2 separate regions of the Pan troglodytes genome follow, and region 2 is linked to region 1. A link is a contact called in public HiChIP or PLAC-seq data. All regions are on one chromosome and are shown on one strand. The core of a region is the stretch at or near the end of the contact, and the rest is flanking DNA. Distances in the headings are between cores, read along the strand shown.

What was found. HiChIP or PLAC-seq counts read pairs in DNA pulled down with a chosen protein or histone mark.
Region 2: a contact with region 1 is called in an H3K4me3 HiChIP or PLAC-seq map of stem cell-derived excitatory neurons, with 6 times the contacts expected there. The contact joins the promoter of DGUOK here to the promoter of BOLA3 in region 1. A contact is called at or near these places in 1 of 7 Hi-C or Micro-C datasets (stem cell-derived neural progenitor cells) and 1 of 1 datasets of contacts at active chromatin or transcription factors (stem cell-derived excitatory neurons).

What each region holds. Positions count from the first base shown.
Region 1 is chr12:48,603,000-48,610,643 of NHGRI_mPanTro3-v2.0_pri, forward strand. BOLA3 (bolA family member 3) reads left to right here and starts at 4,503. Exons shown (of 3, transcript XM_001153666.7): 1 at 4,503-4,675; 2 at 7,186-7,300. The coding sequence starts at 4,622. LOC104005038 (a long non-coding RNA gene) reads right to left here and starts at 4,515. Exons shown (of 2, transcript XR_678174.5): 1 at 4,018-4,515; 2 at 1,385-3,798.
Region 2 is chr12:48,825,041-48,831,607 of NHGRI_mPanTro3-v2.0_pri, forward strand. DGUOK (deoxyguanosine kinase) reads right to left here and starts at 1,336. Exons shown (of 6, transcript XM_016948806.4): 1 at 1,078-1,336.

The sequences.
Region 1 (7,644 bases), core at 3,253-5,752:
TGAGTACAGCTTAAATTTGGAAAGTTATCTTTGCATATCATTTAGTAGCTAAAATGTTTTCTTAGCCGTTAAAAAAGGAAGTTCCTAAATGAACTAAGTATCATACTACTGGGACCGAACCCCTAAGAAACAAACTATGTCTCTGATAGTGGCTAAAACCCATCCCAAACAAAAATACGTGGTCTCCTTCCTGCCATGCAAATCAGGCTCCAGATCTCTTGTACATTCCTGGTTGTGCGATAGTAGAGTTAAAATTAAAAACTTAATGAATGTGGCTAAACAGTACAAGTTAACACTAATTTTATTTTTTTGAGCTGAGGTCTCTGTTGCCCAGGTTGGAGTGCAGTGGCACAGTCTTGGCTCACTGCAACCTCCGCCTCCCAGGCTCAAGTGATCCTTCTTTCTGAGCCTTCTAGTAGCTGGGACAACAGGCACGCACCATCATGTCCGGCTAATTTTTTGTATTTTTTGTAAATATGATGGAGTTTTGCTATGTTGCCCAGGCTGGTCTCGAACTCCTGAGCTCAAGCAATCTGCCTGCCCCGGCCCCAAAGTGCTGGGATTACAGGTGTGAGCCACCACACCTGGCCTAGTTACTAGCAATCAGTTTTGGATTTCTTTTGACATTTTCAGTAGACTTAAAATCAATCACAAAAATGATAAGTTTGTAAGGGTATCTAATGGCTATTTCAAACTTTGTAAAATAATAGAATAACTCAGATAATCTTTGGGAGAGCCAGACTCTGGGTTTGAACCTGCACAGCCAGAAACAATGTCCAAACTATGCCATGGAGCTTCTCTGACAAATACCCCATCGATGTCCCCACTAGGTATGGACATTACAGCCTGCACTGTCCCCACTTAGGTGTGGACACTAGTCTGCACCTTTATCGCTGGCCACTAGATGCCAGTCTGCCACAACACCTCAAAAGCTAGCTACCTTTTTAGCTTTTTACTGGAGTCCTTTAGTAGGTTATCTCATTTAATCCATAAAGCAACCTGGAGAAAGTGACTGCAATTAAGAGGTATGCCAGAAATATTTCAGTATTCTTTAGACCATGCCACATAAGCTCAGACAAGTTCAAATAGCTAGTATATAGCAAGTCTGTTTCTCTGGATTGCATTTGCAAAAATTCTGCATGCTCAGCAGTGCTAGGAAGCTCTATAAAATGATGGTGCAACGAAAAATCATCCCAATGAGGTTAAAAAAGGAGATGCATCCAAAGAGTTCCTACCTAATGAATTTTCTGAGTTTCAGATGTATATATGTGTATGAAAGCTATGAGTGATCATGGACCAATACAACTGAAGAGAACAAGAGAATCTCGAGGTCACAGCAAAAAAAAGTAAGATGCAGAAAGGATTGACATTTCCTGGGACTAAATGCATTTCACTTTTGTTTTAATCACAAAGTAAAACTTACTTATTTGCTTCTGTCAAAAAAAAAAAAAAAATACTAGAACTGTTGGAACTAATTTGGAAGCCCAAGATTCGTCAGATCGTCCTGCAAATCCTTTTCTAGAAAAGTTCAAACTTAGACCTATGGAGCGCAAATTGCTGAGCCTCTATCGGTTCTGTTCAGTAATCACAATGCATGCACTTTTTGTCCCATATTGGGCTGCTGACAGATGACTCAAGCAAGGCTCTGTCCTCAGGGAGCTTATAAACCAGTGAGAACAGACACATACATAAATTGATAGTTGTAAAAGGCCATAAGTGCAACAAAAGTTACAGGTAAGTTGCGGGCCCTAAGCTTACTGTGAGGCAGTCAGAGGTGGCTCTTTGGAGAAGACAAGGCTTGAACCTTAAAAGGTAGGCAACTGCATAACCAAACTTGTAGCATAGCTTATGAAGGGAGGTGCAAGTATAATATTACTGAAGGGTAGATTTCAGTTGGACAGGTAGATAGTGGTTAAATCATACAAAAGAACTTGAGAGTTTCGCCTGTAGGTAGGCGATGGGGAGTCTGAAGGATTTCAAGTAGCAAATGTTTTCATTTCATTTTATTTTATTTATGTTTTTTAGACAAAGCCTCACTCTGTCGCCCAGGCTAGAGTGCAGTGGCTCAATCTCGGCTCACTGCAACCCCTGCCTCCTAGGTTCAAGCGATTCTCCTGCCTCAGCCTCCCAAGTAGCTGGGAGTAGAGGCATGTGCCACCATGTCTGGATAATTTTTGTATTTGTAGTAGAGATGGGGTTTCACCATGTTGGCCAGGGTGGTCTCGAACTCCTGACCTCAGCTGATCCGCCTGCCTCAGCCTCCCAAAGTGCTGGGATTACAGGCATGAACCACTATGCCCGGCCTAAATGTTTTCATTTCAGATGGCTCTGACAGCCTAGGAGGAACTGAAGATAAGAGGAGGAGAATGGGGCAGAGAGTAGCTCAGAGTAACAGATAGTATGGGCAATTGTTAAATTATGGGGAAGAGGAAGGTTAGAGATAAGCAAAAGTACCTTTTTTTTTTTTTTGGAGACAAAAAGCTGGTAGAAAGGCCACCGCAGCCAGCTAATGGTTTGTATTTTTAGTAGAGACGGGGTTTCGCCAATGTTGGCCAGGCTGTTCTCGAACTTCTGACCTTGGGTGATCAGTGCGCCTCGGCCTCCCAAAGTCTTTGTATTACAGGTGTGAACCACCTTGCCTGGCCAAAAGTACCATTTTAAATAAAGAAAAGGAGGAATTCTGCCAATACAAATCTGTGAGCTTGCCATGGGTCACTTGGTTACAAGTGACAAACCCATTAAACTGCCTTCAGTGCTCATTTCCAGCATTGCTGGTTTCCAGCTGTACAAAGTCAAACATTTGTCTCCTTTTATCTGTTTTCTTCTTTGTCTTGCTTCATTTCCAAAGTAGTTCTCCCTGCATGGTTGCAAAGATGGTTGCCAGCAACTCCAGCCTTTCTACCAGCTTAGCAACATAGAGGAAAAAGATCAATGTCTGGGAACAACAGACACTGGGGAATACAAGACTGGGGAAGGAGGAAGGGGGCAAGGGTTGAAACTACCTATTGGGTACTATGCTCATTACCTGAAGGACGGATTTGTTCATACTCCAAACCTCAGCACCATGCAATATACCTCTGTAACAAGCCTGCATATATACCCCCGATTCTAAAATAGAAGTTGCAAAAGGAAGTCCCTCTACCAATTCTCATTGGTCTGGCTCAGACCATGGGGCCGACCCTAAACCAGTCTCTGATTAGCCAGACTTGGGTCCTGTTTCCATTCCTAGAGCTGGGGATAGGTGCGCCTCATCTAAACCATGCTGTCTTCACCATTACTACCCTGCTTGAGAAAAAAATTTTTTGACAGTTTAAATTGCATCATTGACAGCAATGAAGAAAACTTAGCAAATCATCTCTAAACATTTTAAAAGAATGAAGCAGAAAATGTAAGACAGGCTAGTAATTGATCCAAAGGAGAAATTCTGAAGGCCAGAACATAGGAGTCAGTTAATACTGTAATAAATAAATTAGACAATATCCATATATAACAACTATAGGTCCAATCCATCCAAGTGCAACGCTGAAGGGACGTATTGATTGCATAGGCCAGAATGTTGGCAAAAAGCTGGTAAATCCTGCAGGGTGCCACCAGACCGCGTGCTCCAAACAAATAACAGCTAGAGAGAGGAGAGGCTTGGTTGAATTTCGGCCTTGACTGGTCTGAAGACTCCAGAGGCGGGACGAATTTGCGGACAGTTCTACCCCATCCCACATGGCGTCAGCTTCCCTTCCATTCTCGTGACTCCATGGTCCATGGCTCCAACCTGGGCCTCTGTTAGGCTGTATCCTGTGGCACCTTAAACTCAGGCAAATTAAAAACTGTTCGTGGACTCTGCTCAGCCCCCACCTAACCCTCCATCCAAGTCATTGTCCAAGCCAGAAACTGGAGTCATCTCAGATACCTTCCCACCCACACCTCCACATGCAGTCGCTCGATTCCATTCACCTCCCAAGTGTCTCAGTTCATTCTTCCATCCCTCCCGCCACTGGTTTAGTTAGGCCCCTCCATTCTCACCTGGACCATCGCGGTACCCTCGGAGCTTCTGACTGTGTCTCTGGTTGCAGCCCCTACACGCTCTCTTCCTTACAGGAGCGGAGCGATCTTTCTCAAGCGCGAATCAAATCCTTCCACGAGTCCCCGCACCTGGAGCGAAGGCCAAACTCCTCAGCTTAGAAGCTAGACTGCCAGAGTAGGGAGTGGGAATGGAAAAGTACATCAGGGGCACGAGGCGTATTCGGATGAGGGAAGGCCAGTATGGGGCGCCGAGACCTTGGAGTGTTTCTGAGCTGAGGAGGAATGAGACTTTCACGCGGGCAAGGGGACCCTATCCATGAAACAGGCCCTGGGGAGACTGAAGGAGAGCGGCGCGAGCGAAGGCAGAGGGCGGGGCCCCGAGGCCGGCAGGCGCTGCAGTGTCGGGGGTGGCGAGTCAGCCAGGGCCAGGGGATGGCGGGGTGGGGCCGGAGCCAGGCGACCGGAGGCCTCCGGGGCGGGGCCGGGAGGCTGACGGCCTCCGGGCGGCAGGGGGCGGCCTCTCCCACGGCGGCGGCTCTCGGTCCCCCGCTCCGCGTCTTTCGGGCATACAGTGACCTCGGGCGGCGGGTCACGTCGGCCGGGCATGGCTGCATGGAGCCCGGCCGCGGCAGCGCCTCTCCTCCGCGGGATCCGCGGGGTGAGCGTGGGCAGGGTCGGGGCTGCTCTCCCCGGGACGGGAGCTGCGGAGGGACCGCGGGGCCGGCGGCTGTCGGGGCTTGAGGACTGGCTCCCGGAGGGCGCGCGCGGCACTGGCAATGGGGGGCTCCTCTTCCTTTCTCTCATTCATTCTTTCATTCATTCATTCACTCAGCGACAACGGCATTCGAAATTTCAAGCTCTGGCGCGCTCTAGGGGAGCTCCCGAGCTGGGTGGAGGTTGGAGGTCAGGCGGACAGACACATGAACAGTCATAATACTGCGGGCACAGGAAAAAAAAAGGATTGATTTACCGAGCAGAAGACAGGAGTCATAGCTCAGAGTCAAGGCGTGGGTGCGAGGGACTGCAGCGGGGCCGGGGCCTTGGGAAGGTCGACTGGGCCTCTGACCTTGATCCTCCTCCAAATCCCACACTACCGGAGCAGAACCCAAGCAGGGGGCACTTCCCACGCGCTCTCCTAATCTCTCCCCCTTTCTGAACCATCCTTTGCTTCAGTTCATACCATTCTTTCTCTTAACTTTCATTTTCCTTCTCCCCTGGTTCTGAACCTGCCTGCCCTGTGCATGAAGAGAAGTTCTTCCACTGCGGTGACTTTCAGCGTGGACAGTGATCATCTGGGGATGTCAGTTGATTGTTCCACTAAAGGCCGCTGCCCACAGATCCGCTAAGATGAAAGGCTTCTCCCAAGGATTCTGCAACCCTCACCTCTCTCACCCCTTAGTAGCTGCCGATTCTGTCTGCCATCTGGTTACTCTCTGCCTTTACCCTCAAGGTTCTGCCCCCAGAAGCAGCTCCACCCCACCCTCACTCCTGGCAATCCTGTCCAGCCTCTCAACATCGAGTTTCTGTCCCTCCACACAGCAGGCAGATAATCACACTCTGGACCTTTCTCCTGTCCTGCATTTCTGTCCCTAATTGACTAGTTCTTCCCCTGCTCATTCATTCATCCAGCACCAAGTGCCTCTGAGGGCCTGCCCTGGGGTCAGCTCTGGGATGCTGCCGGACTCATTCCTGGCCTATAAGACCAGTGGTGAGAGAGCCAGTGCACAGCTCATTTTAAAGGAGGTGCTCTGAGATTCTGTGACACAGGACCCTGCTCTGAGCTATCAGGAAGGACTGAGGGGTACAGGGGTGGGACCTTCAGCACCAGCACCCATGAACGGCCCTAGCGTCCTCCAACCTGTCATCCACGTCTAGTCAGGGACCAGTGCCCGGTGCTTCCATCATTGTAATGCCTCTTACTTGGGCATCTCTCCTGACTCGCTCCAGAAGGCACTGTTTCCTGCAGGTTACTTTGGTCCCATGAGCCTGGGTTCCATCACCTGGAGTCCCATCTCCTGTCCGATACAGTCCACAATCTTTAGCCTGGCATTCAAGGCCTGCCACACTCCATTCCCAGTCTGCCTTTTCAGCATGCACTCAGCCCAGCCAAGTGACTGCCGACCTGCTTTTCTGCTCCTTCACTACTAACTGTTGAGACGTGTTCCATCAGAAACATGGGCTCCCCTGGCCGGGCGTGGTGGCTCGTGCCTGTAATCCTAGAATTTTGGGAGGTTGAGGTGGGTGGATCACCTGAGGTCAGGGGTTTGAGACCAGCCTGGCCAACATGGTGAAACCTCGTCTCTACTAAAAATACAAAAATTTGCCGAGCGTGGTGGTGGGTGCCTGGAATCCCAGCTACTCAGGAGGCTGGGGCAGGAGAATCGCTTGAACCCGGGAGGTGGAAGTTGCAGTGAGCTGAGATTGTGCCACTGCACTCCAGCCTGGGTAACAGAGCAAAACTCTTGTCTCAAAAAAAAAAAAAAAGGAGACACAAACACAGGTTCCCCCATGGTAGCCATTGGGGAAGGGGTGTTGTTGCCAATGGTAAACAACCTACAGATATTCCTTCTTCAGTTTCTTTCATAGAATTCTGACTTTGCTCCCAGTGAGAAGGAGTGCATGATGAAGGATAGCTGGCTAATTGAGCAGTGGGCTGTGAGGTCACATCCCACTGGGGAGGGCGAGACATGTTAATCAGGCCTAAAGGCGAGGGAGTGTGGAATTTGGCCCCACCATCCAGGGCAGTGGATGGCCTAGTGGTATGGATCTGAGGCAGGCTGTCCAGCTTTTCTGTATCTTACCGAATTCAACCTTGGGCACATTACTGTGTGCCTCAGTTTCCTTACCTATCAAACTATCGGCATAATAGTGTCACAACATTATATGGAAGCAAACATCTCTTGAATTAGGTTTGGGGCCTCTTGTCTCTGGAGTCAAATTGAGTTATCAACAATCATCCTGTCCCTGCCAATAAAAGTTTATTCTGTGTTTTGGGACTTACATGGACTCCTGATACCACAGAGCCCCTCTGACATAACCCATGGCTGTGCTGGCGAGGGCTCAGGGGCCTGCCTTGCAGGGGGAATGGCAGGCGGGCCTGCACAGTGGCCCAGCTCAGGGGCAACAGCATCTTCCTCTGCCCTGACCTTCCTCTCTGTTCTGTGGCAGCTTCCACTTCACCATCGGATGTTTGCCACTCAGACTGAGGGGGAGCTCAGAGTGACCCAAATTCTCAAAGAAAAGTTTCCACGAGCTACAGCTATAAAAGTCACTGACATTTCAGGTAAGGTTTCTCTCACTCTTCCTACGGTGCTTGGATAAGATTTTGCCCTTTGGAAGGACAGAGGGTCAGGGGCTTGGAGGAGGGGGCTTGCTGCTGGTGAGTGGCTTCTCAAGATGTGTTGCTGCTGGACAGGTGGAGCTCGGCTGCCCCCACCTCATGGGATGGCAGTCAGGATTCAGAAATATCAGAGGGAAACTGAGGACAAGGCGCAGCTGGGAGGACTCAAGGTTGCCAGCCTGGCTCAGCTCAGACAAGGTCCCTCTCAGTCACCCTAGAGCTGAGGTCCACAGTCTGTCATTTGACTTTGAATAGGTTTTGCTTTAATTTTCCCCCATTCTTCTGAC
Region 2 (6,567 bases), core at 86-2,585, 220 kb after region 1:
AAAACTTCCCTCAATTCTTCATCCCTAATTTTTCTCCATCATACTTATTACTCTCTAACATATTGTTCACCTTGCTTAATTTATGTTGTTTATTGTCCATCTCTCCCTACTTGAGTTCCATGAGAGCAGAGATTTTTATTTGTTCTATTCACAGCTGTATTCTCCAGGCCAAGAACAGTGCTGGCATATGGAAGTGGCTCAAAAGGTGATTTGTTGAATGAATAAAAAAAGAAATTCTCAGTTTGCTGCTACGTCTTCAGTACTCAACACTTGCTAAGCCCCTTTTAGGGGCTCAGTGACTTGGTAGATAAAAGTATCAAGTCAGAATTTATTAATATTAAATCGAAATGCTTTGCCTTCATTTTGCTTTCTGACTACTTTTTATTCAAGATACTGGATCTCACTCTTTTAACAAAATAATTTTTAATTTAATACATGTTTTTAAGTTTAAAAAGTGAGGTTCTTCTAAGAAAAGCCTTAAGAAATTATTATGCAACTAGCACAGGCACAGGGCAAAAATTGTGAATGTGGTATTTGAACGACTGAAGTTTAGGAACTCTCTTCGAATAGGGTTGCCAGATAAAATACAGGACACAGTTAAATTTGAACTTTCAATGAGTGATTTCGTTGTTGTTTTGCTGTAAGGATGTCCCAAATATTGCATTGGACACACACGAAAAATTATTCGTTATCTTAAATTCTATTTTAACTGGATATTATTTTTAATTTCTGCTAAATATGGCAACCCTATCTAGGAGAACAAATAAACTGCACCCGCTTGTCGCTTCAATTTCGATCTATTACAAACAGCTAATACAATTCTTGTCCTATCCACTAACTGCGTGGCTTTTATGCCCCAACAAATGTGTCCCTGTGGGCGGGTACTGAGGCCCGATATCCTAAAAACAAGGAGGCAAAGATACACAGTGCACTTTGCGAGGGGAAAGGCTCTCCTCGCAGCCCAGAAAGAGAGGCCGGCCGCATCAGACGCAGGCCATTCCGGGCCCAGCTCCTTTCCCAGCCTCTGTCGCCTGCGTGGCGGAGGCCAAGGCTTGGCAGCCGCTTTCCGGCCCTTACCAATGTTGCCTTCGATGGAGAGCCTTCGGGGCCCGCGCCCCGCGTGCAGGCCTCTGGAGGAGGAAACGCCCTCGAGTGGGCTCTTGGCCATGGAACTGAAGGGTGCTCGAAGCCGACTTAGAAAGAGGCGGCCCACGGCCATCCCACCCACGATTCGCACAGCTATCACTTCCGCCGAGAGCACTTCCGCCCTAGGTATCGCTGCTCACTCGCTCCAGCGTACCGTTGACGTAAGGAGATCGTCAGACAGGAAGTGGGTGGGGTTGAACATGCGACGGGGTGCGCCCAAGAGACCGCTCCGCTATCGCGATGTTTGTAAAGAAGCGTTGAGTGAAGGAAGTTTTGCAACGGTGCAGAATTTGATAGTAAAAGGAGTTGCGGTGCGAGTGGTTTTTGTTCATTGGACAAATAACATTTTAAAAGACGTAATTCTACAATCCAACCACCTCATTTTTGTATAACTTTAAAATAAATTTTATAACAAGACAAAATTAAAAATAGAAATTGTAATTTTAAGAGGGGATTCCCCCCCCCCGCCCAGGTGCTTGTTGTCTGGTTTTTATTTTAATATCGGAAGAAAATGGAAGTTTTAAAGTAGGAAAATGACTCAATCTGATGATTTACAGAAATTTAACTTTTTCCTATTCCCTGTAATTCCCTGCACAATGCTGGCATATTATTGACTAAATTAACAAATTAGATAATCAGTTACACCCCATCTCTTAGTTTGTGTCTTGAATAAGTAAATAAATGTTCGGTCAATCGATTTGCATTATACCCAAAAATCCCTTCAGGATAAGGTGGTGGTGGCTCAGGTATGTGACTGGAAATCGTTTAAACCTGTTAGGTTGGGTTCTTGGACGTAAGCAATGGCGAGTAGAAACTTGTATAAAACCTGAGTCCTGCTGTCGGTGAAGTGTGCTCTGCAGGAGGGCAGGGACCTAAGCTGCTGCCACAGGTGAAGCCGGACTGCCACACCCCGTCGTCATAACAACCTCAGAAGTAATGATTTACAAAATGTTGTCAAATGGTGCTTCCAGTTCCAATCGCTTAAATCACCAACAGTCAAAACCAGGAGTCAACAGGCCAAACCGGCCTTCAGGCAGCGCTCTTAGGTGTGGCAGGTTTTAGAAGACAAGGATCTGATTGCAAGGGGGCTGGGGAGGGGCCGGGGGCTGGGGAGGGGCTGGGGAGGGGCCGGGGGCTGGGATACCTGTCTTGAAGCTGTTCCCATAAAAAGCACGGGACCTTTTTCTTATGTTGATGTATATATAGGATGGCTGAGGTCATGTTTATATATTAAGAACGTTTTTTTAAATCGAATTTTTAAAGGATAACCAGGGTGGGGCGTTAATGGCTACTGGAGCGGCTAAAGTCCTACCCATTCCCATCTCCACTCCAGCAGCCACTTCTGTTAAAAAAAAAAAAAAAAAAAAAAAAACAAAAACTGCTTACATTTCTTTACCTATGTAAACTCAGACTTGGAAAATATTCATCCAAAAAAGCTTGAGAGGCTCTCTGTCTCGCCAGGATCTTGCTGCCTCAGGGGTGTTGTGAAAGTTAAATGAGGAAGTTGTCTGCAGGCAGGCATTAATCTCCTAAAAGCTACGAGGCAGGAAAATAGGGTCTGGAGACAGGGAACCTAAGGCCGATTCAGGCTGACTTCCTAGAACTAAATCAAAAGGAAAACCCCAACTTTCTAGCCCAAGTAACAAAAGGACCAGAAGCTAATCCCTCTTCTGGGTGGCAGATAAAAAATTGAAAGTACCTCTGACTGGTCCCCGCGGGCAATCAGTCAGGCTGGTGGCAGGCCAAGTCTTTAGTTGCATGGGGTATAACTTCGTAACTTTACTTCAGCCTCTGAGTGGTCCCCTCCTGCAACCAATCAGACTGATCGCTGGCCACTACTTCATTTACATAGGGTGTACACCAGGTAACCAATGGGAAACCTCTAGAAGGTATTTAAACCCCAGAAAATTCTGTAATTGCTGCTTGCTTGGGCCCTTCCTACCGCAAGGAGTGTTCTTTGATGTACAATAAATCTGTGCTTTTGTTGCTTCATTGTTTCCTTGCTTTGTACGTTTTGTCCAATTCTTTGTTCAAAATGCCAAGAACCTGGGCAACCTCCACCAGTAACAGAGCTCCTAAAAATTATTTTTAAAAATTTTATGGTGAAGTGGCCTGGCGCGGTGGCTCACGCCTGTAATCCCAGCACTTTGGGAGGCTGACGAGGGCGGATCACAAGGTCAGGAGATCAAGACCATCCTGGCTAACATGGTGAAACCCTGTCTCTACTAAAGAGAGAGAGAAAAAAAAAAGCGGAGTGTGGTGGTGGGCTCCTGTAGTCCCAGCTACTCAGGAGGCTGAGGCAGGAGAATGGCCTGAACCGGGGAGGCGGAGCTTGCAGTGAGCCGAGATCGCGCCACTGCGCTCCAGCCTGGGCGACAGAGCGAGACTCCGTCTCAAAAAAAAAAAAAAAAAAAAAAAAAAAAAAAAAAAAAAATTATGGTGAAGCATAGTATGTAGTGAGGAAAAGAGGATGTGTTGTAAGTGTACAGTTCAATGAAGTTTTCACAAATGGAATGACTGTTACCTGGATTCAGATCAAGAAACAGCATTATCCGCATCTCCAGAATCCCCCATATTCGTTGCCAGTTACTATCCCTCAAAGATAACCATTAGCCTGACTTCAACAGTAGAGATTAGTTTTGCGTTTTCTTTATATAAATGGAATTATATAGTAAATACTTCTTTTATTTAACATATCTGTGAGATTCATCCAGGTTGAATGTATTAGTTGTAGTTCACTCATTCTCATTGCTGTATAGTATTCCACAATGTCACTATACCACAATGTACTCGGAAGTTTCTAGATTTGAGCCATAATGAATAGTGTTGCGGTAAATATTCTTGTACATGTCTTCTGGTAAAAAGAAGTATGCATTTCTCTTGGGTGTATAAGTAAGACTGGAACTGCTGTGTGATAAGTTACATATATATGCTCAGCTTTGATAGATATTCCCAAATAGTAGATAGTTCCACAGTGTTTGTTCTAGTTGACATTGCCATCATCAGTGAGAGAGAGTTCTGGTTTTCCCACATTCTTACCAACAGTTGATATTGTCAGCTTTTTAAATTTTATCCATTTTGCTGTGTGTAATTATAACTTATTGTGGTTTTAATTTGCATTTTCCTGAAGATTAATGAAGTCAAACATCTTTTTGTATGTTTATTGGTCATTTCAGTATCCTCTGTTGAAGTCTTATGTCCATTTTTCTATTGGTTGTCTTTTGCTTGTCTTATTCTTCAAATATTCTGGATGAGTCCTTTGTGAATATTTTATCTCTGTGGTTTGCTTCTTTTCTTTTTTTTCTTTTCTTTTCTTGTGTTGAGACAGAGTCTCTTGCCCAGGCTGGAGTGCAGTGGGGCAACCTTGGCTCACTGCAACCTCCATCTCCTAGATTCAAGCGATTCTCATGCTTCAGCCTCCCAAGTAGCTGGGATTACAGGCATGTGCCATGCCCGACTAATTTTTTGTATTTTTAGTAGAGACGGGGTTTTGCTATGTTGGCCCGGCTGCTCTTAAGCTCCTGGCCTCAAGTTATCCACCCACCTCTGCCTCCCAAAGTGCTGGGATTACAGGTATGAGCCACAGCACCCAGCCTCTAAAAACATTCAAAATTTTTTTCATGTAGAGTGTAATGTAAGAAACGAAAATATCTTTTGCCTAAGTTGCCTGTCAGTTATCTTAATTCATTAGTAATAATCTTTCTACCCCCCTTTAGTTATCTATGCTTGTTTTGTTAAATGTTTTTTATTTATTTAGGTCCCAATTCCAAATTCCCAGAAGGGAGAATCTGATTGGCCCAGCTGTGTTCAGGTATCTACTCATGGTTCAATCAGCTGTGGCCAAGGAAGAGGGTTGGGGCCCCACTTTTGCACATGAGGAAGTACAATTAAGGGGATCTTCATGAGCAAAGAAGACACCCCAAAGAGGTGGTGATCAGTTCCTCTTCGAAGCAGTAAACAGGGAGTTTTCATCCCATTTGGGTGCTAGCCAGAAGACTGAAAGTAGTGGCATATCGGTGAGTAGAATTACCTCCCCCTTACCTGGGAGAACGAGGCCACTTCCTGCCCCTGGGCGATTTTGTCCTGGGCAAAATGTTGCCCTGCAAGAACTCTAGTCATTCAGCATCCATTCATTCATCCAATATTTGCTGAGCATCTACTGCATGCCAGACACTCTGCTTAGTCCTTGAAGTGCAGCTCTGAAGGATTTACTATTTTTCCAGTGTTTCTAAATGCTACTGTATACATAAAATACTGACCAATATTATATAAAATGTCATGCAGCCATTATAAAAGGGAGATAAACATACAAAAATGTGGCCCAAACTTTATTCTGCAGCCTGGATTTTTAGTCAGCTATATCTCACCTACTTTGAAGTTTTTATAATGTGCTGTATTGTGCTAAATCGATTTGGTTAAATTGGAAAGTACACTTCCAGAACACCCTACCAACAAGGCTCTGAGTTAGAGTTGGCCAAAAGAGGACCTGGGGTGAGATTTGGAAGGCAGAGTGGGAGTGTCAGCCATTCCTCTGTGGAAATCTTCTAGTCAAATGCTATGACAGACAGAGGTGCCCCGCAGATAGGTTTCACCTAGTCCTCCACCCATTTGTGACTCCTCTTGGAGTATCCCACAGTTCCTTGCAGACTTTCACTTTTCCAGCTCCTTCAGTCTTTGGGGAAAGTGTCATTCCTGTAATAAAGCCCTTATTCCCATAATACCCATAATGGCTCTGCTCCCCTGAATGAACTGTATTGATACACCTAATCATAAAGGGAGACGTATCAAAAGGTGGTTAACAGTGTGGGCTCTGGATTCCAGTGACCTGGGGGTGAGGATTAAGAGAGAGAATCCACCTGCCACACCTGCCACACAGTTACCACCCAATAGACATTATATAACACATAATAAGTAATGGCTGCCTTCGTAGGCCCTCAGTGCCTGGGACATTGTTTCTCTCTCTCTCTGATAGGGTCTCGCTTGTCAGAGGCTGGTTTGAATTAGGCTCAAAGGATCTTCCCACTCCAGCGTCCCAAGTAGCTGGGATTACTGGTGTGAACCATCACACCTGACTTTTGTCGATCTTTAATAGACTTCCAGTTGGATTTCCACTTTCCTCAAGCCACTGTCCCTGTCTCTATCAGTGGATAACTCCATATCCATTGAAGAATCTAGGACAGCATTTTTTAAACTTGAAATAGAGTAAGACTGGAGTAGGGGTGGAAGGATGGGGAAGGGAGGTCAGATGGGTGCGGGGGGTTTGTGGGAACGGTCTGGGCAGCCTGCCCTTCTCCATGTGGAGGTCAGGATGCCCCTCTATAGCGCAGTGTCAGTGCCCTACATCTCAGATCGCTCCCGCCTCCTCCTGTGCCTTCTCTTCCGGCAACCAGAGCCTGCAGCTCTTCTTTGGAGGAGGCCTTT